3 separate regions of the Mus musculus genome follow, and all the other regions are linked to region 3. Evidence: chromatin contacts called from public HiChIP or PLAC-seq data. All regions are on one chromosome and are shown on one strand. The core of a region is the stretch at or near the end of the contact, and the rest is flanking DNA. Distances in the headings are between cores, read along the strand shown.

Region 1 (2,700 bases), core at 82-2,581, 370 kb before region 3:
TCTTGAATTGCTCTATGCCTGTGAGTGTTCCACATATGTGAGTCCCTCAGTGAGACTTCTGTGCCCATGAGTGATCCTGCAAGTACTTTTGACCTGTTAATGACCCACATATGGGAGTGCTCTGTGTATATATGAATACTCTGTTTCTGTGAACATTCTATGCCTGTGAGTTCTTCACATGTGGGTGTTCCGTGTCTGTGAGTGCTCTGAGCCCAAGAGTAATCTTCATGTTCCAGCTCCAATTGCAAATGAGGATGATGGGACCCAGAGCAATGGGGTGACTTCCTACAGACTTAGAGAAAGCAGGACATGGACTGAGACCAATTGGAACCATAAAAAGGACAGATGGCTATGTTTGGCAAGAAGGAACTCACAATGTCCCCAGAGCCACTTTAAGGGTCCTGTGACCTCTCTCTCTCTCTCTCTCTCTCTCTCTCTCTCTCTCTCTCTTTCTCTCTCTCTCTCTCTCTCTCTCTCTCTCTCCCTCTCTCTCTCCAGTTGCCCACCTTGACCAGGAGAACTTCAGTTGAGAGAGTTGAGCTAGTGTCTTTTTGGAAAATAGATCCTCTACTCAATTTTGCTTGACTTCAGTGCTTGGAGCCCAGGTCCTACAACCCATTGTATGACTGCTGTGTCTACAGTGCTATGGAGCCCTCCTCAAGAGGCCTCCCATCTGGTCCAGGAGATTCATATACCTGCTCTTATGCTCCATCATACTGACCCCATGTGGTCCACTAGGACTGCTATGGGGTTAAAGCAGGCTTGCTCATCCAGTGTTCCTGCTCCTCCAACACCCATTGCCTCCCACTGAGCTCTGTTTGGTCCTTGGAGTCCAGGCTATAACCCTACAAGATTCATGGGTCCCCAATGCCCAAGCTATGTACCAGGCAGATAGACCAGGGCTTGTCTCCACCCTGTGGAGCTGGGCTGAAGAGTCATGAGACTGTAGATGGCCCATGGACACCCCTTCCCCAACCCTTCAGAACTGCAGTAGGGGACTGATGGGCCTCTTAGTTTGACTGGAACAGGAGGTGCCTAGAGGCAGGCTCCAGCCCTCCCAGCTGAGCCATCTGGGGGGCCTCTCTAGGGTTATGCTTATTGGGGGAGTGCCTTGGACAGGTGGGAATCTGTCAGAATGCATGGGAAGTTTGGAGAGTAGGGCCAGAAGAGGTCCTGGTTGGACAATCACAACCCCTATCAGACTCTGGATCTCAAAGCCACAGCCTGGCTGTGGTTAGGAAACTAGTTACAGAGGTGACTTAGATAGGAAGAGGCCTTGGTGTGAGCACCTCTCCTCACAGTAAGGTCTAGTGAGGCCCCACCCACCCTGTGCCTTTCTCCTGCCAGTGGTTTGAAGAACAATAACATCACCTGTTCTTTATGAGAGAGAGCCCTGCACAGTGACCATTTACCAGTGTCAGCCCAGCCCCTGCTGGTGGGGATGTGATGTCACACTCTGAGTCATGCTACATAGGGCCCTGATACAGACAGAGTGGAGCTGGAACTTCACTCCGCACCATCCTAAACTGTCCTTTATATTTTCCAGTGGTGAGGCCTGGAGGCCCTGACCAGAATTCCAGGACAAGCAATAATCAGAATAGATGCTCTAGTCCTTGTGGCTTAGGAGCCCAGGAAAAATGTGGGTGGCTGAGCCTGGGAAGCGGCTAGTAATTACCTCTATCGATCTATTTGCTCTGTCTCTCTCATCCCCATCCCCATCCTCCTGGCAGCAGGCAGGGAGGCTGTGGGCAGGCTTCCTAAAGCTGCTCTTTATTTACTCACTTCCTCTGAAGAGTGACAGAGTTTCCACTCTGTGGGGGAGGGGAGGAGAATTGATTTCTACCTGGAAGGGGGTTATGAGTAGCTGTTGGCTGGAGACAAGTGCTAGGTGGAAAGAGAGAGCAGGTAGGGGTTGGGAGCAGGCCTACACCTGTCTCCCTAGAGGTCTGAGATGGACCCTCAGACTCCATCTCTGTGGAGGAGGTGACAGTATCTCTCCTAGGAGAGGCTGTTCTCTGTGTCTGAGGCCTTGTTTGCCTCTTGACTAAGGCCAAAGCATGGCAGCTCAGCTGCCTGGGGTCCCACACTCACAAGGTCATTTCTAGGTCCCCATGGAAGGAAAGACATTTTTTATGTCACATTTCCCTTTCTTGGGTTTACACCTTTTCTAGGGCATAATGAGGCACTTAGTATAGCTGTAGTCAAGATGGGCAGAGGTCCTGGGAATTAGACAGCTGAAGCGTACCATGCTAGCTGGAGATGTGGTCCTCTGGTTGCTGACAATAAGGAGCCAGGGCAGGGATCTCTGCATGGGCATCAAGTAGTTCAAGTGATGGGCTAGCCTTGAACCCAAGTCTTGCAAGTCTACATCTTTGAATATTATCTCCTGGCCAAAACCTCAGGACACAGAAGCCAACAACCGGGTCTTACCCATCCACATGTCCTCATCCTAAGCCCAGAAGGACTCCGGACTTTGTTTACCCTGTCAGCACACAGGACAGCTATGAACAGATGCATCATGGGACAAGTGGATCTGAAGTTCAGGCCCCCAAGGAACAAGTATAGACATGGGGTAGGGATTAGAGTCTGAGACATCTTAGTAATTCATCCATCTACTTATCTGCTCATCTATTTTCTGTCTGTCCATCCATCTGTCTCTCTACCTATCCAGACAGCTAGTCTTTCATCTCTCTGACCATC
Region 2 (2,700 bases), core at 156-2,655, 300 kb before region 3:
ATTTTAGATAGATGGGTAGTGCTTTGGTTTGGGTTTTATTGCTGTGAAGAGACACCATGACCAAGGCAACTCTTATTAAGGAGAGCATTTAATTAGTACTGACATACAGTTTCAGAGGTTCAGTTTATTATCACCATGGAGGGAAGCATAGCAGTGCACAGCAGACATGGTAATGGAGGAGCCGAGAGTTCTTCATCTTAATCTGCAGGCAACAGACAGAGACTGTGTGCCACACTGTGTGCACAGTTTGAGCATAGGAAACCTCAAAGCCCACCCCACAGTGACACATTTCCTCCAACCAGGCCACACCTCCTAATAGAGATATTCTCTATGGCTAAGCATTCAAACACATAAGTCTTTGGGGGCCATACCTATTTAAACCACCATAGGTAGATTATGGATGGATGGATGGATGGATGAATAGATTTGGATAGACTGTGATATATATATAATGAATAGATGGATGAGTTCAGGGGTGGAGCCAGATGAGCAAACAGATTAGTACATAGGAATGTGGGGTAGTGGAAAGATGCCTGGCTGAGTAGGATGGTGGATGGATATGTGGGCGGGAGATAGATGGTGAGTAAATAAGTGGATGGATGGATGAATGGATCGATTGAAGTTGGTTAAATGAATGAACATATGGATCAATGACAAATTCCTACTAACAGGGGTCAGCCAGGTAAGAGAACCCCAAGTGGAACCCTTGGTGATGGCCAAGGCCAGCTTTCCCCAGAGCCCAGCCTTCTTGCCAAGGTCTAACACATATTGTCTAGTGTCCCTGGCCTATGGCTGCCTGTCTATTCCTACCTCTTTCCCTCAGGGCTGCACACCCTTATGGGTATTAATAGCAGTACTTAGCCTTCCATGTAATTAGACCAAAGCGCAGCTACGGCGAGTTATTTTCCTGAAGAAATTGACTGTGTTGCAATTGCTCCTTAATTTATGGTGCCCTGAAAAATTAATGGAGCTGAAAACCTTGGTTATTTTCCTTGGCTCTTTTCTGTGATGACAAGGAAAGAAAGGAGAGGAAAAAAAGGTTTAATTGCTGTTATAAAAGGAACTAGGGATTTGGGGAAATTAGTAAGTGATGGCCGTCTTGAGTTTTGTGGGGGCTTGGTGGTCTGTCAATGCTTAGATGCCCAAGAAGCTGTGTCTGAAGTGGAATCAGGCCAGCTCTGACTCTACAAATCTACAGGCTTGCTGTTAGCCAGGCGTCTGGACACTGCTGAAAGGCACACACTGCTAAGCACTCTGGCTCAGAGCAGTACACTGGGCATTGGTCCTAGGTCCTTAGGTAGCTGGGGCTATGCCAGGCTTTTCTGGAATGTTCTGGGTGTGGTTCCTGGCTAGGAGTGTCCAGGATTCCATGTGGCTCTCATCTGGGAAGTATGCTGGTCTCACCACATTGGGTGGAACAAAACAGAAACTTGACCAGCTTCAACTTTGACCAGACAGTCATACACCAGGTCCAGAGGCCCCAAGTAGGCACAAACAGCCTATGAACAGGAGTGAGCTGGCCACTCAGTCCCAGACTCCTTTCCCCTGCTCTGCCATCCCCTCACCCACCTCTCCTTCCTCTTCCAGGATGCCTGCCCTTGCTCTAACAAAGGCTCTGCCTCACTTGGGAGTATCCTGCCTTCCGCTGTTCCTTCCTCACTATGTCATGATTTGGGACACAATCTGAGGTACCTTACTGTACCTACAGAATTTTTGGGTGATACCCAATATGTGTTCCTCCCAAGTCTTAGCAAGGTCCTAAGCCTCCCAAGACCTGTTCGTCCTTTCTACCCAGATCTCTTGGGAATACTTTCTTATCACCCACAGCCTTATCTCCCTGGGCCAGAACTGTAGACCTGCTTTCTGGCTGGGGTACTTATTTCTAAGATAAGGTCAGATTCACTTTGTTTTGCTTTGTTTCCCTCTTTTCCTCTCTTCCAGTCAAGAAATACTTCTGGGTCTGGGGAAATGGCTCAGTCTGCAATTGCATTTTGTACAAGCATGAGAACCCGAGTTCATATCCCCAGCACCTATGTAAAAAGCAGAATGTATATTTCCCTCTGCACTCCAGAGTTAAGCATGCTCCCTGAGACAGAGGATGTACCCCAAGGAGAGAAGGAAACACCTCATCTCGATTTGACTTTCTAAACCCTGTGAACACATTCCTACTCTGACCCAATAGTCTAGCTGCAAGAGAGTCAGTGCAATGGCAGGCATTAGTGTTCCACCTATGAAGACAAGGCATTCTGAGCAAGGGAGAATGAAAGCTGAGCACTTTCAACAGTGATGCCACCAGAGCTCAGAGCAAAGCTGCTGGCCCTCTGGTCCCATATGAGGGTCACTTATATGTACTCCTTGGTGCACTTTCCCATAATGTCACCTTCTCCTTGCCTTGGCTGAATTTTCTTACCCTTTCTCAGAGAAGCAATGCCTTAAAGTACATTCCACCAATCTCCTGATATGCACCCTCTGGAGCTGATCTTCCACCCTGCCACAGGCTACCTTTATGTAGATTTTAGCTACTCAGCTATCCCTCCAGTGTTGGCTCTTGTTTATTTTCAACGTTTATCTTTTATTAAGCAGAAGTGTTCTATTTCTGCAGAATTGATGACAGATAGTAAAATCACCTCCCCCCCCCATGAGAATGAATTGGAAAGGCTCCATAAAGCTCTTGGATGGGTATAATAAACACCAGCACAT
Region 3 (2,700 bases), core at 8-2,507:
TGCCATCCTAGCCAGAGTTGGACACAGAAGTGACTCTGCCAGCATGTCTCAAAACTACTGTACTGACTGTTAGGAGCCAGTTGTCTTAAGGACACTGGGGCAGGGTAGGGGATGCCCCAGCTGAAGAAGGCTAAGGTCTAGGAGCCATGTCTCCTGGCATCTGTCACATCAGCAAATGTCATGTCCTTCTTAGACAATTACCCAGCCAGCTGCCCGATTTAGACAAGTGCCTTGCTAGCTTAAGCAGAGAGCCCTGTATGAGACCCACTGAGTCTCATAGAGTGTCGGGGGGGGGGGGCTCAGAGTCAGAAAAAGGAGATACTCTAGCTTAGAATAAACCACCAGTGGGAAAGAGGCCCCAGAGCCCCTGGTATGGGACAAAAATCACCCCAAGATTCCAACTTATGGTCAGATGCACTTTCCAAGGTGCCAGCCATGGAATCATGGTCCCATTTCAAGTAAAAGGGAGGACTTACCTTTCCTTCCACAGTGAAAGTACCTTTCAGTGTATAATAAATAGTACCACAATGTCCCTGTCTCACAACAGCTGAAAAACAGGAGCCTCTGCCCGAGTGCTGATCTGTCTGTGGGAAGGGGTAGCTGGAGGTGGGAAGGAATCTGGACAGAAGGCTAGCCCAACGCTGAGTGTCACTAGGAAGGTTCCTCCTCGACTCAGTATGCCCACCTGTAAAATGGGTGACGCTTTAGAGGTGAGGTTGTCGCTTTGCTACAGATGGTCCCTATGCCCTCAGCTCACAGGGCAGTTTGCTCCACCCATGAGAGAGACACTGTTAATTATTTCAAATAGGTACCCAACCTCCAGCAGGACAGTGCTACCTGTGTTCAGGGTGGGTCTCCCCTCCCCAGTAAATCCAATCTACAAACTCCCTCCCAGATGTGCACCAGGTGCATCTGCTGGGTCATTCTAGACCCTATCAAGTATTAACCATTACAGATGGTTTCTATCAGATACAGGGCTGCCACCTTCACTGGCTTCAGAACTGGAAAGGCATTGTGGGAGACACACATTCCTGGCCTGCAGGTCTGAACCCCACTGTCCAGCCCTGCCCATCCCATGACCTTAGGCAGATCACACTTCATGTTCAATTGGAACACAATGAATGCAAATAGGAACAGTGACATCACAGGGATTTGTAAGGGTTGGAGGTCATTCCTGCACACGTCCCCAGAGCCCTTAGAAGCTATAAAACCCAGGCATTGATTGCTATGAGATAAAACAATGGGGCCCTGGGGCCCCGCCCCACCCTGGGGCCTCGCCCCACCCCTGTCAGCAGCCTGGGTTCTGAGGTCGCCACACCCGGGGTATATTTAGCTCTCCGCTGAAACACTGCCAGGTGTGAGCATTCCCTCTGACCAAGGACACGGAATTTCAGCAGAGCAGCAATCTCTCATCAGCAACGTGAGGTTTGCTCCTGCACAGAAGCCCCTCTTTCGTTCATAACTGCAGATGAACCCATCACCGGAGATCACAACACGCAAACACGTGGGCCCCTGGACTGGCAGCCTGCCAGGTGTCACTCAGAGCCCAGGCTCTGCCGTGAGTGTAGACTACCAGCCGTGGGTAGGGAAGCCAATGGCTGCTCTCCAGGGAAACATCCTTGAGACCAGTCTGAGCATCATTCACACAGCCTTGAAATGAATCAGCTCTGAGAACCCGAGAAGCAATGAGCTGGGGTAAAGGAAGAGTTCTCATCGCGCCTTTACCTCTTGATGGATTTTCCTCTGACGTAAGACAGCGCTGTGTACAAACACAGATCCTGAACTCTGCATCTGTTGATGACACCGATGCTCAGTCTATTAATCCCTCAGTATCACTTTAACGAGAGTATAATATTCTATCCTTAATCGGAAGTTCTTAGAGTGACCCAGAGATTTCTAGTAGTCCCCAAGGTGCTCTTGGGGCTTATTGAGGTCAAGACCATTTTGCTACTAAGACTAGAAAGTTCTGGACATCAGTTGATGTTATTGTTTGGATATTATGGTGGTTTGAATGAAAATGGCTCCTTAGGTTCATAGGGAGTGGCACAATTGGGAGGTGTGGCCCTGCTGGAGTAGGTGTGGCCTTGTTGGAGGAGACATGTCAGTAAAGGTGGGCTTTGAGGTTTTAGAAGCTCAAGCCAAGCCTAGTGAGTCACTCTCTTCCTACTGCCTGGGGATCCAGATGTAGACCTCTCAGCTAATTCCCCAGCGCCATGTCTGCCTGCAGGCTGCCACGTGATAAAAGACTAAACCTCTGAACTGTAAGCCAGCCCCCATCAAATGTTGTCCTTTGTAAGAGTTGCTGTGGTCCAGAAATAAAACTTTAAGACAGTTACTGAGTGTTCTCAAAAGGAGTATGTGTTGAAGGCTTGACCCCCCTATGAGGAGGAGGAGCCCTTATGAGATGCAGCCTAGAGGGAGGCCCTTGGATCACTGGAGTTAATCATCCATCTTTGTTTCTTGTCCGTAGATGTGATGAAATACTCTGACAAAAGCAACTGAAGGGTTTACTTTTGTCCTGGGCTCAAGGCACAGACCATGCCAGCAGGAGGTGCAGGCAGCAAGAGCTGGACCACAATTAGGAAACACAGAGAGAGAGATGAGCAAACATTAGTGCTCAACTCACTTTCTCCATTTTACCCAGTCCAGGTCATCCCTGTGTAAGGTGGGTCTTCCCACTTCCACTGGCACAGATGATCC

What was found. HiChIP or PLAC-seq counts read pairs in DNA pulled down with a chosen protein or histone mark.
Region 1: a contact with region 3 is called in a FOXA1 HiChIP or PLAC-seq map of pancreatic cancer cells. The contact joins two enhancer-like sites. A contact is called at or near these places in 2 of 115 datasets of contacts at active chromatin or transcription factors (embryonic stem cells and pancreatic cancer cells).
Region 2: a contact with region 3 is called in a FOXA1 HiChIP or PLAC-seq map of pancreatic cancer cells. The contact joins two enhancer-like sites. A contact is called at or near these places in 1 of 484 Hi-C or Micro-C datasets (the HL-1 cell line) and 1 of 115 datasets of contacts at active chromatin or transcription factors (pancreatic cancer cells).

Annotation. Positions count from the first base shown.
Region 1 is chr5:36,135,097-36,137,796 of GRCm38.p6, reverse strand. All of the region lies in intron 3 of Sorcs2 (sortilin-related VPS10 domain containing receptor 2), which reads left to right. Among named protein-coding and RNA genes, the nearest start is that of Gm52810, 9.9 kb to the left of the region's middle. Within about 2 kb of position 1,331, at least 18 of the 459 cell types and tissues checked have an H3K27ac peak or open chromatin away from gene starts, as enhancers often do. A contact at or near this core is called in pancreatic cancer cells, where this site is marked.
Region 2 is chr5:36,074,011-36,076,710 of GRCm38.p6, reverse strand. All of the region lies in intron 4 of Sorcs2 (sortilin-related VPS10 domain containing receptor 2), which reads left to right. Among named protein-coding and RNA genes, the nearest start is that of Gm52811, 9.6 kb to the left of the region's middle. Within about 2 kb of position 1,405, at least 71 of the 459 cell types and tissues checked have an H3K27ac peak or open chromatin away from gene starts, as enhancers often do. A contact at or near this core is called in pancreatic cancer cells, where this site is marked.
Region 3 is chr5:35,769,843-35,772,542 of GRCm38.p6, reverse strand. The region is part of intron 1 of Ablim2 (actin-binding LIM protein 2); the gene reads right to left. Among named protein-coding and RNA genes, the nearest start is that of Ablim2, 13 kb to the right of the region's middle. Within about 2 kb of position 1,257, at least 34 of the 459 cell types and tissues checked have an H3K27ac peak or open chromatin away from gene starts, as enhancers often do. A contact at or near this core is called in pancreatic cancer cells, where this site is marked.